Regions from separate parts of the Mus musculus genome. Here all the other regions are linked to region 2. A link is a contact called in public Hi-C and HiChIP or PLAC-seq data. All regions are on one chromosome and are shown on one strand. The core of a region is the stretch at or near the end of the contact, and the rest is flanking DNA. Distances in the headings are between cores, read along the strand shown. Region 1 has its middle 37 kb from the start of Gm31143. Region 2 holds the start of Satb1 (special AT-rich sequence binding protein 1). Region 3 has its middle 23 kb from the start of Gm19585.

Region 1 (4,293 bases), core at 524-3,023, 330 kb after region 2:
CTCCTCTTCTCGTTTTATATGCCTTCCTCGGACAGTTCCCTCTACCCATATGTATTTAGGGCCAAGGTTTCTAGGTTTTCATTTCCTACCCCTGGCTTGTTCCTCACTTCTGTCCTTCTCATGGCTCCGCCCACTTATCCTAGCCTTTCTTTTCCATGGATTTGACACAAAGTCCCCCTCCTGGCAACTAACAAAGTTTTGATCCACCTTAGAAAACTTATCACAAACCACAGTAATCATTCCCATATCGTCTTAGGCATCATCACTGCCTAGAGAATTAGTCTACTGTGTCCAGGTAGACCATGTGCTGTGTAGCTGCTGACCACTCCCCTTATGGGGAAACAACAGGCAAGCTCCAAGCTGCCCTTTCCTTTATTTTGACTTCACTGAAACCCCTAAGTGTTAGTGAGCCAGGCCAGATTCTCTGAGTCATGACAGTTGGCTTGTCAAGATTGCAAAAGGCTTAAATTTTAATCACATCCGAGCCTGGCATGTGTTAGGTGGCTGTCCTTGACCTCAGGTATCATAACAAGAACCAAGTGACCTCTAGTCTGCAAGTCCATCACTTCAAATATATTATCTAATGTTACCAAAGCAGAGAAAGTAAAGGCATGGAGATTCGTCTTCTCTTAATGGCCCCAGACCTAAAGACACACAGATTTCTATTTAAGATCCAAGCCATTGTCTAAAATTGACCATAGAACCCCACTTAACCAGCCCTGGATCTAGGAAAGGCAAGAGACATTAATGTCTGATAAGCCCTAATTCATATATATCGCTTTATGATTCTTTTAGGAAGCTAAACATTATCTCTAGAATCTGGAAGTAAAATTTAAGTCTGATCTATGTGTCATAGACAAGCGCACCTACTAAGAGTAGCAGCTGGGCAAGCAAACTGAAAAGAAGGCTAACCAGCTATGTGGGGCTCACACCTGGGAAGACTTACAGTCCTAGCCCACAAATGGAGGCTGCCTTAGTAGCAAGTTCCCTCGTAATGAGATGGAGACTTGCTTATTTTTAGGGTGAGGCTGAGTAATTAATGACTGTCCAGGCAACTGGCAGAAACCATACAGACATTCTGAAAAATTGATTAAAACACACACACTTAAAAGCTCCAAGATGCCTTGTGACTCTCTTCCCGCCTGTAGTGTAATTAAATAAAGCTTTATCTAACCATTTTACTTGTATGCATTAGGGACTCAAACCAGGCCTCTCTTTCTCCCAAGACTTCAATATGCCCTTATCTGTTTGTACTAATTGAGTTTTCTCATACTGCCACATGGGCAGCAGCTAATAGATCTGATATGCCTGGGGATGATCCTGGGTTCCTAAAGCTCTCCCAGTGACCTCAGATCTTTAAGAACTCAGATCCGCACTGGAGACAGGAAAAATCTTGTACCTTGAAATTATGTGATCCTTTCTGCGGTGAGGTGAGGGAATTCAAATCTCCAGAAGCTCACGAACTAGATACATGCACAGGCCAGCTTAGGAAGGATACAACGCATGCCACCAAGCTCCGCCTGGTTATAATCTCAGCTGCTTCTCAAATGAAACAAGGCAGAGACTCGCCAGGCAGAGCCAGGCCTCTTGGAACAGGCCTGCAATCCCAGATACTCAAGAGGCTAAGGCAAGAGGGTCGTATATTCAAAGCCTTACCTGGGCTATAAAATGAGTTCAACTACATTAAATGTCTCAAATGAAAACGTAAAAAAAAAAGTGGATAGGGGGTTTGAGAGATTGCTTAGTGCTTAAGAGAACTTGCTTTTCTCCCAGGGGATCTGGATTCAGGTCTCAGAACCCATAAGCTTACAGCTGCTAATTCCAGCGGATCTGATGCCTTCTCTTAGCCACCAACAGCACCTGCAAAAACATTATTCTATCTACCTCTACCTCTACCTCTACCTCTACCTCTACCTCTATCTCTATCTGCATGCATGTATGTGTACATGCATATAGATACAGAGATAGCAATAGGCATTTACACATACTCATAAAAAATAAATAAGTAAATCTTAAAAGAAAAGATATCTGAAGAGATGGCTCAGTGGTTAAGTTGCTACTCTTACAGAGGACCTGGGTTGGGTTCCCAGCACCCACATGGTGGCTCACAACTGCCTATAACTCCAGTTCCAAAAGAATGACCGAGGAAAGACACTTAGTACTTAGTCTTCCATGTGCACATATTTATAAACCAACACTAACAAGTACATATAGCACACACGTATACACATGCACACATATAACATAAGATGGCTGAAAATAGACATCTAACACAGAAGTGGTGGTAGGTTCAATCCCCAGGACCGAGGGAAGGTGTAATTACCTGGAGAGCTTGTTAATGCACAGATTTCTTGGCTCTGCCCTATAGGAGCTCATAGGTTTCCAGGTGGCAGTGCTGTTGCTGCTCGAGGCCACACCTCAACAGCCAGTGGCTCAGAAGGGGGTCTCCCAGTATTGTCAGATCTCCAAGAGAAATTGGAAGTATGGATTTATATGTGAAATGCCTCGATTTTTAAAAATCTTGACCACAAATCTAAAGGCATTAAAACTTAAGACAAACCAGTTCTGATGGAGAAATGCTGCAGAGACTCACAGAAGTCTGCTTTTGAAAAAATGGTGCCGCGCTCTTAGTTTATAACCCACAGCTTTGGAAAAATTTGTCAGTCGGCAGGTAAGCCACAATAACTCCTAATAGGTGAATAGATAGTAAAAGCCCCTCATATTGTCTCTCTGTTTATCAGGTGATCCCACTTTGTCCCCTGTCACTACAAAGCTATATTTATGTGAGACCCCACCGAACCCTTTTAGAAACATTCTCCCAAACGGTCCTCAGACCCCTTAAAATATTGCCAATGAGCCCACATTTGAATGGTATCGATCTCACTTGAGTCGATATTTTAAACCATCAGCTTTAACACTGGGCCTAGGTGCTTCTCTCTGTGTTCCTAAGGCCTCAGGTCCTATACATTTTCATAGATCTGGCCCAGCACCTTTGATAGGCAGGTTGCCATGCTGGGTACTGATGATACAGTCTATCCTTGCCAGATTCCATACCATCCAGACATGGACAGGGAAGAGAAATGCAAGCAGACACAACTCTGAGCTGTTCTATGTGCACTGGAATTCCATTAAAAAGCTTATTTGCAACATTCTCTTCTTAATACAAAAAGTTTTTTTTTTTTTTTTAACTTGGTCATTCACACAGACAATGACAGTCAAAGTTTGTCTTGTTTTTCCACTTGGATTCTCCACCCCACTCTGACTTTTTCAGGTGATAAAGCACTGAGGCCATGCTATCCTGAAGATTTATCTTCAACACAAAGAAACCGGGGTTAGAGTTTGACAATTCTAACCGAACAATTCGAGGTAAAATACATATCATTTTATTCCAATTGAAAGGTGAAGACACAAACGTGTGGCAGGCACTTTTATCTCGATGCTGCCCTGGATGCATTTGCATTAGGCAGGCAGGAAGTTCGACTGTGTGGTACTGAAATATACATTCTAGACTGTTCCCTTCATACATGGTCCGGGCTTGCCCTGGTATAAGATTTCTAGTTCCTAGGACATAAAGGGGATTTGGAAGGATCTCCTAGAAATATATCCCTAGAGTCTATCTATTCCTGTATCTGACTGGGGAGAGGATACTATAAGAAATATCTAAGGACATACTGCAGTGAATATATGTTTAATAAGTAGAAAAACCCATCTGGTCTTTAAAACCAGCTCTTTCATTAATCCCATCTGAATTATAGAGACCTAAATTATATTATTGTTTTTATCCATTAAAATAGCTATCTTTTTTCTATGGTGTAAGTTTTCATTTATCCTTTCTAGTGGCTAAAACAAAGGCAAATGTGACTCTAACACGATTATGACGTTTACAATCACAATAGTTGTCCTTATTCCCTACACCTCAATATTACAATAACCCAGCTTGAAAGACATATGTCCTCCATTGATGAAACACTTTAGTTAAGTCTACAAAAGGTAAAGGTAAGATCTTCAAAGCCAAGGCAGGTGAATTAAGGAAGAGAAGCAGACCTAATCCACCAAGAGCCAAGGTCACGGGACACTGAGGGCAGAAGAACTGCTGACCCTTTTGTAGATAGATGTGCCTGCCCCTCTTTACAGCCCTCCCTCCTGTACCTTGGGCAGAGACTCCCTCACAGGTTACTTTAGGAGATCTGCTTCCTGCTGTCTTAGGGGTGGGTGATCCCCAAGGCCCTAACAGCAGCTGAGCCAGATGTGGCAGAATATAAAAAGGAATGCTTGCTACCCTCAACTCTCCCT
Region 2 (4,401 bases), core at 1,447-3,946:
CATATACACGTAGGCAAAAGACCCCCCCCACACACATACACATAAAATAAGATGATTAGAAGTATCTTTAAACATAATTATACCACTTCATGCTGGATCCTATAGCAAAATACCTTAGACCTAGACACTAAAAAGGTGTGTGTGTGTGTTTATGCCACTTTAGAGTGGGTGCCTATAAACTTAGAGTTTGTAGATACTGCCTGTTACTGACTGTTAGGGATGGAAAGGAAGGAAGAAGAGAAGGAAATCCAGGCTGTTGGAAGCAAAGTGAGACCTTACTCTAAATGATGGGATTTATCTGATAAGCTGAATTACTAGGTAAGCATATGAGCGTATAAAAGAGGAAATGTTAATGCATTTTTGGGCTTCTGTTGTGCTCCAATTTTATATGTTCACAATAATAATCAGTAAAGGCTAAGCTTGCAGAGCCTCCATTCTCACCTGCCCTGCTCAGTGGGGACACTGGCACCTAGTTAGACAAGTCCCTACTTTGGCAAATCAAGGCAAGAAAATTTGAAGTCACCCAGGACTTGAAGGGAAAAACCTGAGCCAGGAAGAGAAACTCATGTTTTATGTTGTTTTGCTCTTTGTAATCACCCATAGCTTCTTGCTTTGCTTTCCAGGGGGCTCGTTGGCTTGGGGGTGGGGGGGCGAGGAGGAAGAAGAAGGGGAGGAGGAGCAGAAGGGGGAGGAGGTAGTTCCCCAAATGAAAATTAGTTCATATTTGTTTATGTCCTTATGCCTTTGGCATGGTATTTTGAATTATAAAAAAAAAGTTGAAAAAATTGGAGAATTCTAGGGAAATCAAGGATGGACGAGGGGGCTCTCAGAAAGCTGCCTGAACTATGTCATTTTGCTTCATTTAGAATGACCTCACCAAAAAAACAAAAACAAAAACAAAAAAAAACCAAACCAAACCAAAAAACAAAACACAAACAAAAACTCCCACTGCACCGTCGACGTGTTTGCTACCAAGGCTCAAATCGCTAGTCACCCACCGTGTCAGGCTTGATTCATAGGCAACCGACAGAAGAGGACCTGACAGAGCTTTTAGGAAAAACTGAATTCTCAGCCCACAGTCACTTTCCAGGAACTTGCCTGCAAACAGCTCTGCGCTGGAGGGATGGAACTCCCAGCAATCTCAATCCTGCCACCCTGACTGCCTTCGCTCCACATACAATTATTTATGGGGACTTAATGAGAGAGCAAGCCTTATGTGAAAGAACGCAAGAAAGTGCAGCTGCTAAAAACAGACCCAGGCAGTTCTACAGTCCTTATTTTTACAACTGAGCTTCTGCAATTCCTGCCACGAACCTAACAGCTCCACTCCTTGCCAAACACACAAAGAGAAAAGTAAAAACTGTTTTCGTTCTGCAACCCCCTTAACTTCGAGTAAACAGTAGTAATTTTCTATCGTCACGTTCAATGCAAATTTCCCAAAGGCGACACAACAGGAAACAAAAGACCTGTTAGTTGATAGCTTCCTTAGAGCTGGGGGTTGTGTGGGGAAGGAGTAGCAGGGGAGTGGGTTAAAGTTGATAGAGTCCAATTTCTCCCTAGCTTGGGGGTCCAAGCCTTCAGCTACTTTGACCTTTCAGAGTTCTTTGGAGCTTCACCAGTTGAAAAGGTCCCTGGGCCCAGCCTCCCCTCCTACGAAATCCGCATTTCTTGACCTCTTTGCCCCTGCTTTTGGGTGGGTCAGGGTGGGAGAAGAGACTTGGACAGTGGCTTAAGCATCTCCTTCTGGTTGGGTGCGTCGACCTACAGCTGCCGACAGGAAAATGATACTGATGCAAATAGCTGGGGTTGAGAAGGGGGTCTGCAAGAGGCCCCCTCCTCCTCCATCCACTATGTGTTCCTCAATAGGGGTGCCCAAGAGAAGAGGATAGCAAGAAGAGCCCATCAGTTTGAAGGGAAGGAGGTCCCCTCTAGGAAAGATCTTCTCCATCAAACATTGAAGAGAGGGGAAAACTTGGCCCGCATGCCCCTACTGGGGAGCGACACACCCCACACAAGCTGGCTTGCGGGGCGCGGGGGTTGTGCTCAGGCCTCTCACCTGACTTCCTCCTCCGCTGGCACACACACACACCAATGCCCCGCGCTCTGCACCCCCAAAGCCCAGGCAAACAACGACAAGAGGAAGCGGCGGGCGGCGAGGGTGCGCGGCGGGGGCGGTGCAGGTGAGGGCCGGGGCGGTGGGGCTCCGGGGCTCGCCCACACTTACCCTGGCGGCCGCGGGGTCGCTCTCCCGCAGCGACCCTGCACCCGGGCGGCGCTCAGGGATGTGGCGGCTGCGGTGGCTCGGGCTCGGCTCAGCTCGGGCTCCACTGCGCGCTCTCGGAGCCACCGGCCGCCCAGGATCCTGCCGCCAGGGGGAGAAGCGGCCGCGGGCGCGGGGGAGGCAGGCCGGGCCCGGTCGCTCCCGCTGTGGGGTCCGCAAGCCCCCCACGCGGGCGAGAGGCGAGAGCGCGGCGCCCCAGGCACGCACGGCCCCCGGCCAGCGTCGGGGGGCTCTCGTGGGGGCGCCCCGATCGCCCGCGCCGCGCTCTACACTGCGGGCTCCGAGCGGCTCCCGCGCCCCCTCCCGCGCCCCGCCCCGCCCCCGCCCCTTCCCTTCCCCCTCGGCCCCGCGCGCTCCCCGCTCGCTGCTCGCCGCGCTCTGCCCCCTTTAAACGCCCACTTCGGATGGGGAGAGGAGACAACTTGAAGTCAAGTTGCCATTAACTTCCGCGGCGGCCGCCAGCTCGGCGGCGGGGAGGTGGCAGCAGCTGCAGCCGCCGCCCGGGAAGTCCGCCGCCCGGCGCGCCCGCGCGGGGAGCCGACCCGGCCTCGGCCCGCACCGCTGGCCCGCGCTGTCCCGGTTCCACGCCTGAGTGAGTCCCGCTTCTTTGCTCCCTGCCAGTGCTGCTCCCGCTCTGGGTCTCTTGCCCGGCTCGCCTCCGTTTTCTGCGGATGCGGAACCGATCCAAACTTCTCAGTGGCCCCGGCTGGGGCGACTCTGCGCCCCTCGCGTGCCGGGGTCTTGCTGGCCCTTCTCTCGAGCGCGCTCAGACATTCGGGAGGACTGGGCTGGTGAAGTGAGGGTCATGGCCGGGATGCGGACTTACTTGGCGTCTTTGCCTCTCCCGCACACCTGCCCGGCAGGAGTCCCTCGTTAGACACTTTAGTCCAGGTCGTGGGCATGGCCCGCTTTAGAGGACGAAGGCGGCGTGGGGGGAAGCCCTCGGCGGGCGAGTGGGGAAAAGGGAGCCGCTCAGTGAGCCCCGGTGCGGGGAAGGAGGCGAGGTGCGGGGTGGAGTTGGAAAGGTCGCGCGCCAGATCTGGAGTTCACTTAGCATCCTCTCCCATCTCATCTCCCCCTGTTCTTTCCCGGCCAGCCCTACTTTGCTGGTGGCGAGCGGAGGTGGAGAGGGGCCTGGGAAGTTTGTGGCAACTTCTCTATCCCGAGAGCCACTCGGGCGCTGGGCGCTCAAGTTGGAGCCCAGAGTTTGAGAGCCGAAGAACAGCGCTCGTGCAGCCCACGCCGGCGATCGCGGGTCGGTCCTGGAGGGTGATTCGGGTTTGGGCTTGGGCGGGAAGCCGAGGGAGGTACATGGTGTCTTAGCTGGGACTGTGGCCCCACAGGTGCAGCCCAGGGGGCAACTCCTCATTTCCCTGCGACAGTACACACCCGAGAGCGGCGGCCTTCTACAGTGTTCCTCCATTGCAGAGCTCCCAGGGTGGCCGAACTGGGGTTGGGCAGCTCGAATGCAAGGGACTGAGGGGGCAAGCGGCAGGTCCAGATGGTGACACGTGCGTGTGCTTGGCCCAGCAAAAGGCGCTAAACAGGTCCCTTCTGGGATGATCCCAGAAGACCAAGAGGACAGCAGCTTAGAGCTCAGGGTAGAGGTTTTGACCCTGGCCTCCACCAGGGCCAGGTTTTACTTAACAAGATGTCAACCACAGGCTCATCTCTTAAAATGTCCGGTTGACAACTTTGACCTCTGCACCCTTTCTGGGAGAACTTTCTCTGAGGCATGTAGGATTCCCAGGGTTAAGACGTGGATTTCACTTGTCCATAGGGACCGGAAGACACCCAATTCCCTGGAGAGAACCTTTTCTGCTCCCGATTGATTGGCTGGGGTTCCATGTTTGTATCCTTGGAGGCCAGAGAACCCAACTTTCCCAAGACAGAAGAGGGGAATGAGCAAGAGTCTGGTCTCTTTCTGCCAGAAGTCAGGTTCTGTCCTTAAGCAGTACCTGGATTTTTTACAGTGTTTGTGCCTGGTGACAGAAGCTCAGCCTTCCAAAAACTTTACTTAATTTTACACCTTGTCCAGAGTGGATTTTCTGAAAGAGTGAAATTTTATTTTGTAGTCAGATTCTCCAGATAGGTAGGTAGGTAGGTAGGTAGGTAGATAG
Region 3 (4,307 bases), core at 1,347-3,846, 290 kb before region 2:
AGCTGCTAACAGGGAATGGGACCAGCCCAAGAGAAAGAATTGTGTTACTATCAACAAAGCAGAAAGGAGTTGGACATCAGACATGGACAAGCAGAGCTTGAAATTTGCTCAGCTGTTTGTTTATTTTTTTGTGTTTTGTTTTTGTTTGTTTTGTTGGTTTCTTTTGTTTTGTTTTGTTTTGTTTTGTTCTTTTCCTTTGGTTCAGTATTTTCTCACACTGACATTTTGGAATAGTAATGTATATCCTATGGTGTTGGAAGTATGTGATCTACTTTTTAATTTTGATTTTATAGGAGATTACAGTTAAGAGATTGCATGAATCTCAGAAGAGACTTTGAACTTTGGACTTTTGAACATTGTTGAGACTGTAGTAGACTCTGGGGACTTTTGAAGGTGGATGAAATGTGCTTTGCTAGGTATGTCTGCATACGCTCATGTGTTTGAGTAAGTCTATGGAGGCCAGAGAATAGAATGTGGTGGTTTGAATATGTTTGGCCCATGGGAAGTGGCACTATTAGGGGGTGTGGCCTTGTGGGAGGCAGTTCAGCATTGTGGGGTGAGCTTCGAGGTAATAAGTTCACCCAGTGAAGAAGAAAGAGATCCTTCTACCAATGGCCTGAAGAAGCCAGTCTCCTGGCTGCTTTTGGATCTAGATGTAGAACTCTCAGCTTCTCCAGCACCATGTTTACCTGCATACTGCCATGCTTCCTACCATGATGATAATGGACAGAACCTCTGAAAGTATAAGCCAGCCCCAAGTAAATGTTTGCCTTTATAAGAGTTGCCTTGGTTGTGGTGTCTCTCTTCATAGCAATGGAAACCCTAGCTAAGACCAGTAGCATGTCCAGAGGCCAGAGTTGATTCCCAGTGTCACAAAGGTGATGTAAAACATTTATTAGAACTGAATAGTCCCATAATTAGAGAAACCAACTTGTAGTTTATAATATGCTCATAAAGTTACTTCGGTGGCAGTTTGTTTTCCATTGTGGTATAATTTACATAGAATAAAATTCTACTTTTATAAGTAAATTCAATGGAGTAAGCATCACTGCCATGTGGCCACATCAAGATGGAGTGTGTAAAATAGTTTGCTGAACCTAGGGCCCCCTGTGAGCTATTCTTGTCGATTTTTTCCTTCCCATTCTGCTCTTGTAAGCTCCCAGAAATTTACCAACCTATATTTTCCTATGTTCAGACTATCATAGAATATAAAGATACTATCTGAATTTTGGATTGTGAGCCTAGTCTTTAATGGCAAAACCATCTCTCCATCCTGAGTTTTTAATATTCAGCATAAAGGTTTGGAGAGACTTAATTCCACTGTGGATTTCTGTGGTCTATTTCTGTCCAATTGTGAGTATCCCAAAATCTTTAACTCCCAACATGACACAACCTTGAGTCACAAGAATGGAGACACAGCTGGGGCATTGCTCAGATGTGATTGGCCTATTCACATGTCTGTGAGAGATTGTCTTTGTTATTAATTGATGTAGGAGGACCCATCCTGATGTGGGCTGCTCTGTTTCTAGTGCACGTGTCCTTGGGCTGTACAAAAAAAAGCTACCTAAGCATAAGTTAATAGGCCAGTAAGCACCATTCTTCTATGGTTTCTACTTCAAACTCTGCATGAGTTTCTGTCTTGAATTCCCTCAGGGATGGACTATGACCCAGAAGTTTAAGCCAAACAAATCCTTTCCTTCCATCAGGTGCTTTTGCTCAGAGTATTTTATCATAGCAACAAAAATACTAAGAGACCGGGTGTTATATTGTAGGGAACCACAAGGTATTTATCAACATACAAGAGGAAAAATCTTGAGCTGCAAAAAAAAATAAACAGGAGGACTCTTATCCATGAGACCCAACAAATCCACGAAACAAAGCAGAATATGTAGGATATATAGTGGCTAAATACAACTTGATATTCCGTGTTTACTTGTTTGGAGCACTTTGAAATTTCTGGGGTCCTAAAACACACTAAATTCCAAGTCAGTCTATAGTCTTTATAGATCATCAGCAATTTAATAGGCTGCAGAAACCATGCTCTGCGTATTCAATAGTCAGATTAGGATGTCCAAATGATTTTCTATTTCTAGAATGATCATTGTCTCCTAGCACAGCCTGGTGCTCTAGAATATGACTCAGGCAAATACACCACAAAGACAACTGACTCAGCAGCTTTTCAGGGTCCCCATGTGTGGACTTAGCCATTTACAGACATGTATGCTGCCTTCGGTATCTAAATGATTTGTTTTTTCAATGAATATCAACTGAATTCCTCCCATGAATATAGGCAGGAATAAAGCAGGTGAAAATCTCCCACCTCACATACCTTGTTTTCTTAGATAAAATTAAAGAAAAAATAGGATTCCTGCGACTGACAAATTCTATGAATGAAAGTCAATTCCGGGTGCTGGTGTTGAGGATCCTCAAGCTATGAAAGTGTTTTCAGGAAAAATTTCACAGACAAAATCAAATCTGTGAAAAAAAAGATATGTTGGAGCTACAAACATGAGAAAGCAAACAAATGTCAAAGAAGATGTCAGAGAATCTAGATTCCTGTCAGCTGGGTGAAAAGGCGTACCACAGAATTTCCCCTATGATTGCACCTCTGAAGCTTTGAAGCTGCAGTCTCTACTCACCACCCTCCTACACAAGCGGCAGCTCAAAGTCAGCAGGAGATCTTGGGACTAGGGATGCGTGCTGCCGAGGGCTGTGAACCAACCACAAGGTATATAAGGGATGCTGGAAATGCTTTGTGTCCCTCCTCCAGCCCCTGACAGTAAACAGCCATTAGAAATACATAAAAGAGCCACAAGTCACTCAAAGGCAAAGGCTGAGGCTGGGGTTTCGTATCTATGCGTGGAAACACACATGGGCTAGAACTCATCTGCATCTTTGTCTTCATTTACATTTTTCCCAGAAGCAGGATTCGAAAGACGGGTCCATGTACTTCAGAGTGAGGTGATTCTAGAAAGTTCTAGAAGAGGAAGGGAATAAAGAGATAAAAGACAGATAGTCAGTAGAAAGTTATGGGATAAGACTTCTCAGGGTGGGTAGGAGCTTGATTCTACTGGAGGATGCTGAGAACCTGTGTGGGCTATAACCTCAAAGTTACCTCACCCAGGGAAAAGAACCTAGGATTCTGTTCTCCCAACTCCTATGAGTCAGTGATTGACCCAATGGATAATTGAGTTTTGACTCAATCCTTGAGCATGCTGAGCATAAATTGAATTCCAAAGCCCTTCTGATAGCTTTGAGCCACCATACCAGTGCTTCTTAAAGTCTTCTTAAAGAACAGCAAGTGCTCTAAACAACTAAGCTATTGCTCAATGCCCTGTTTGTTACATTTTAGTCTTGCAATAGCAATTTGTTACAAATAACTGTAATTCTTATGCTTTACAAGTCAGTTATAGTCTTTTAGGTACAATATGGAAGATATTAAAACTACTCAGCCTTATAACAATTTTAACTATTAATTTACTTCACTATGTTTGTGCTTTTAAGACATATAGCAAAACTGACTCTCAACAGTATTGTACCCTTTACAACAAAATTATCATATCTGAAACCACACATGGTAGTGCACACGTATAACCCCAGCCCTTGAGAGGTAGAGACAGGAAGATCAGAAATTCAGGGTTAGTTTTAACAGTACAGTAAGTTCAAGGCTACCCTGCATTATGTGAAACCTTGTCTCAAAAGAAAAATTGAGATTTGATCTATATAAAATGGAGTACTGGTGAATCTGGAAATGTTTGGGGCATGTACTTTGCCAACACATGCAGCTATAAAAGATTAGTATTTGGCAAGATGTTCTACCTGCTCTAAGACTCAACACTTCAAAGTTGATCAGAACTCACATTCTGTGCCCTTTCAGTACACTCTCCAGTCCCTTGTCCTCTCTTCTGTTCCAGGAGGCTAATTTCTACCCAGTTGAGTACTTTGTCCTTTTATTACAAATTAATTTTACTAAGAAGTGGCCCTGCTGAAGGACTGAGGCCAAAAGAGGAAGCTGTGATCCTTTGACTTGCAGCACAGCACACATTTTTTGCATTACATTTTTAAGGTCATAGTTTCTGGAGCAGAGCTCTTAGCTATGGGTCATCTTATGGTGTTCCACTAATGTTGTTTATCTCTTGAGCTCCAAGGATGACACAATCCTGCTGCGTGTCCCTTGGTTGTTACTACCTCTTTCCAGGTTCCCTTAGTCCCAGCCGTATGTCAGCAGAGGCCTTCCATGAAATGCTTCTTAGGCACCATGCTCATATAAGCTGTTTCCCAAATACAAACTGCCTGAAACTCTGCTG

What was found. A called contact is a pair of places that touch in the nucleus more often than the background predicts. HiChIP or PLAC-seq counts read pairs in DNA pulled down with a chosen protein or histone mark.
Region 1: a contact with region 2 is called in a Hi-C map of the N1E-115 cell line, with 6 times the contacts expected there. The contact joins the enhancer-like site here to the promoter of Satb1 in region 2. A contact is called at or near these places in 1 of 484 Hi-C or Micro-C datasets (the N1E-115 cell line), 2 of 115 datasets of contacts at active chromatin or transcription factors (bone marrow-derived macrophages and embryonic stem cells) and 1 of 9 other capture datasets (adipose tissue).
Region 3: a contact with region 2 is called in an H3K27ac HiChIP or PLAC-seq map of CD8 T cells, with 27 times the contacts expected there. The contact joins the enhancer-like site here to the promoter of Satb1 in region 2. A contact is called at or near these places in 1 of 15 datasets of contacts at CTCF or cohesin (CD8 T cells), 1 of 484 Hi-C or Micro-C datasets (nephron progenitors), 4 of 115 datasets of contacts at active chromatin or transcription factors (CD8 T cells, the SCID.adh cell line, stem cell-derived neural progenitor cells and 1 more) and 1 of 9 other capture datasets (adipose tissue).

What each region holds. Positions count from the first base shown.
Region 1 is chr17:51,495,916-51,500,208 of GRCm38.p6, reverse strand. It overlaps the pseudogene Gm46574. Among named protein-coding and RNA genes, the nearest start is that of Gm31143, 37 kb to the left of the region's middle. Within about 2 kb of position 1,773, at least 1 of the 459 cell types and tissues checked has an H3K27ac peak or open chromatin away from gene starts, as enhancers often do. A contact at or near this core is called in the N1E-115 cell line, where this site is marked.
Region 2 is chr17:51,830,942-51,835,342 of GRCm38.p6, reverse strand. Satb1 (special AT-rich sequence binding protein 1) reads left to right here and starts at 2,696. Exons shown (of 11, transcript NM_009122.2): 1 at 2,696-2,873.
Region 3 is chr17:52,123,835-52,128,141 of GRCm38.p6, reverse strand. No RefSeq gene overlaps it. Among named protein-coding and RNA genes, the nearest start is that of Gm19585, 23 kb to the left of the region's middle. Within about 2 kb of position 2,596, at least 8 of the 459 cell types and tissues checked have an H3K27ac peak or open chromatin away from gene starts, as enhancers often do. A contact at or near this core is called in CD8 T cells, where this site is marked.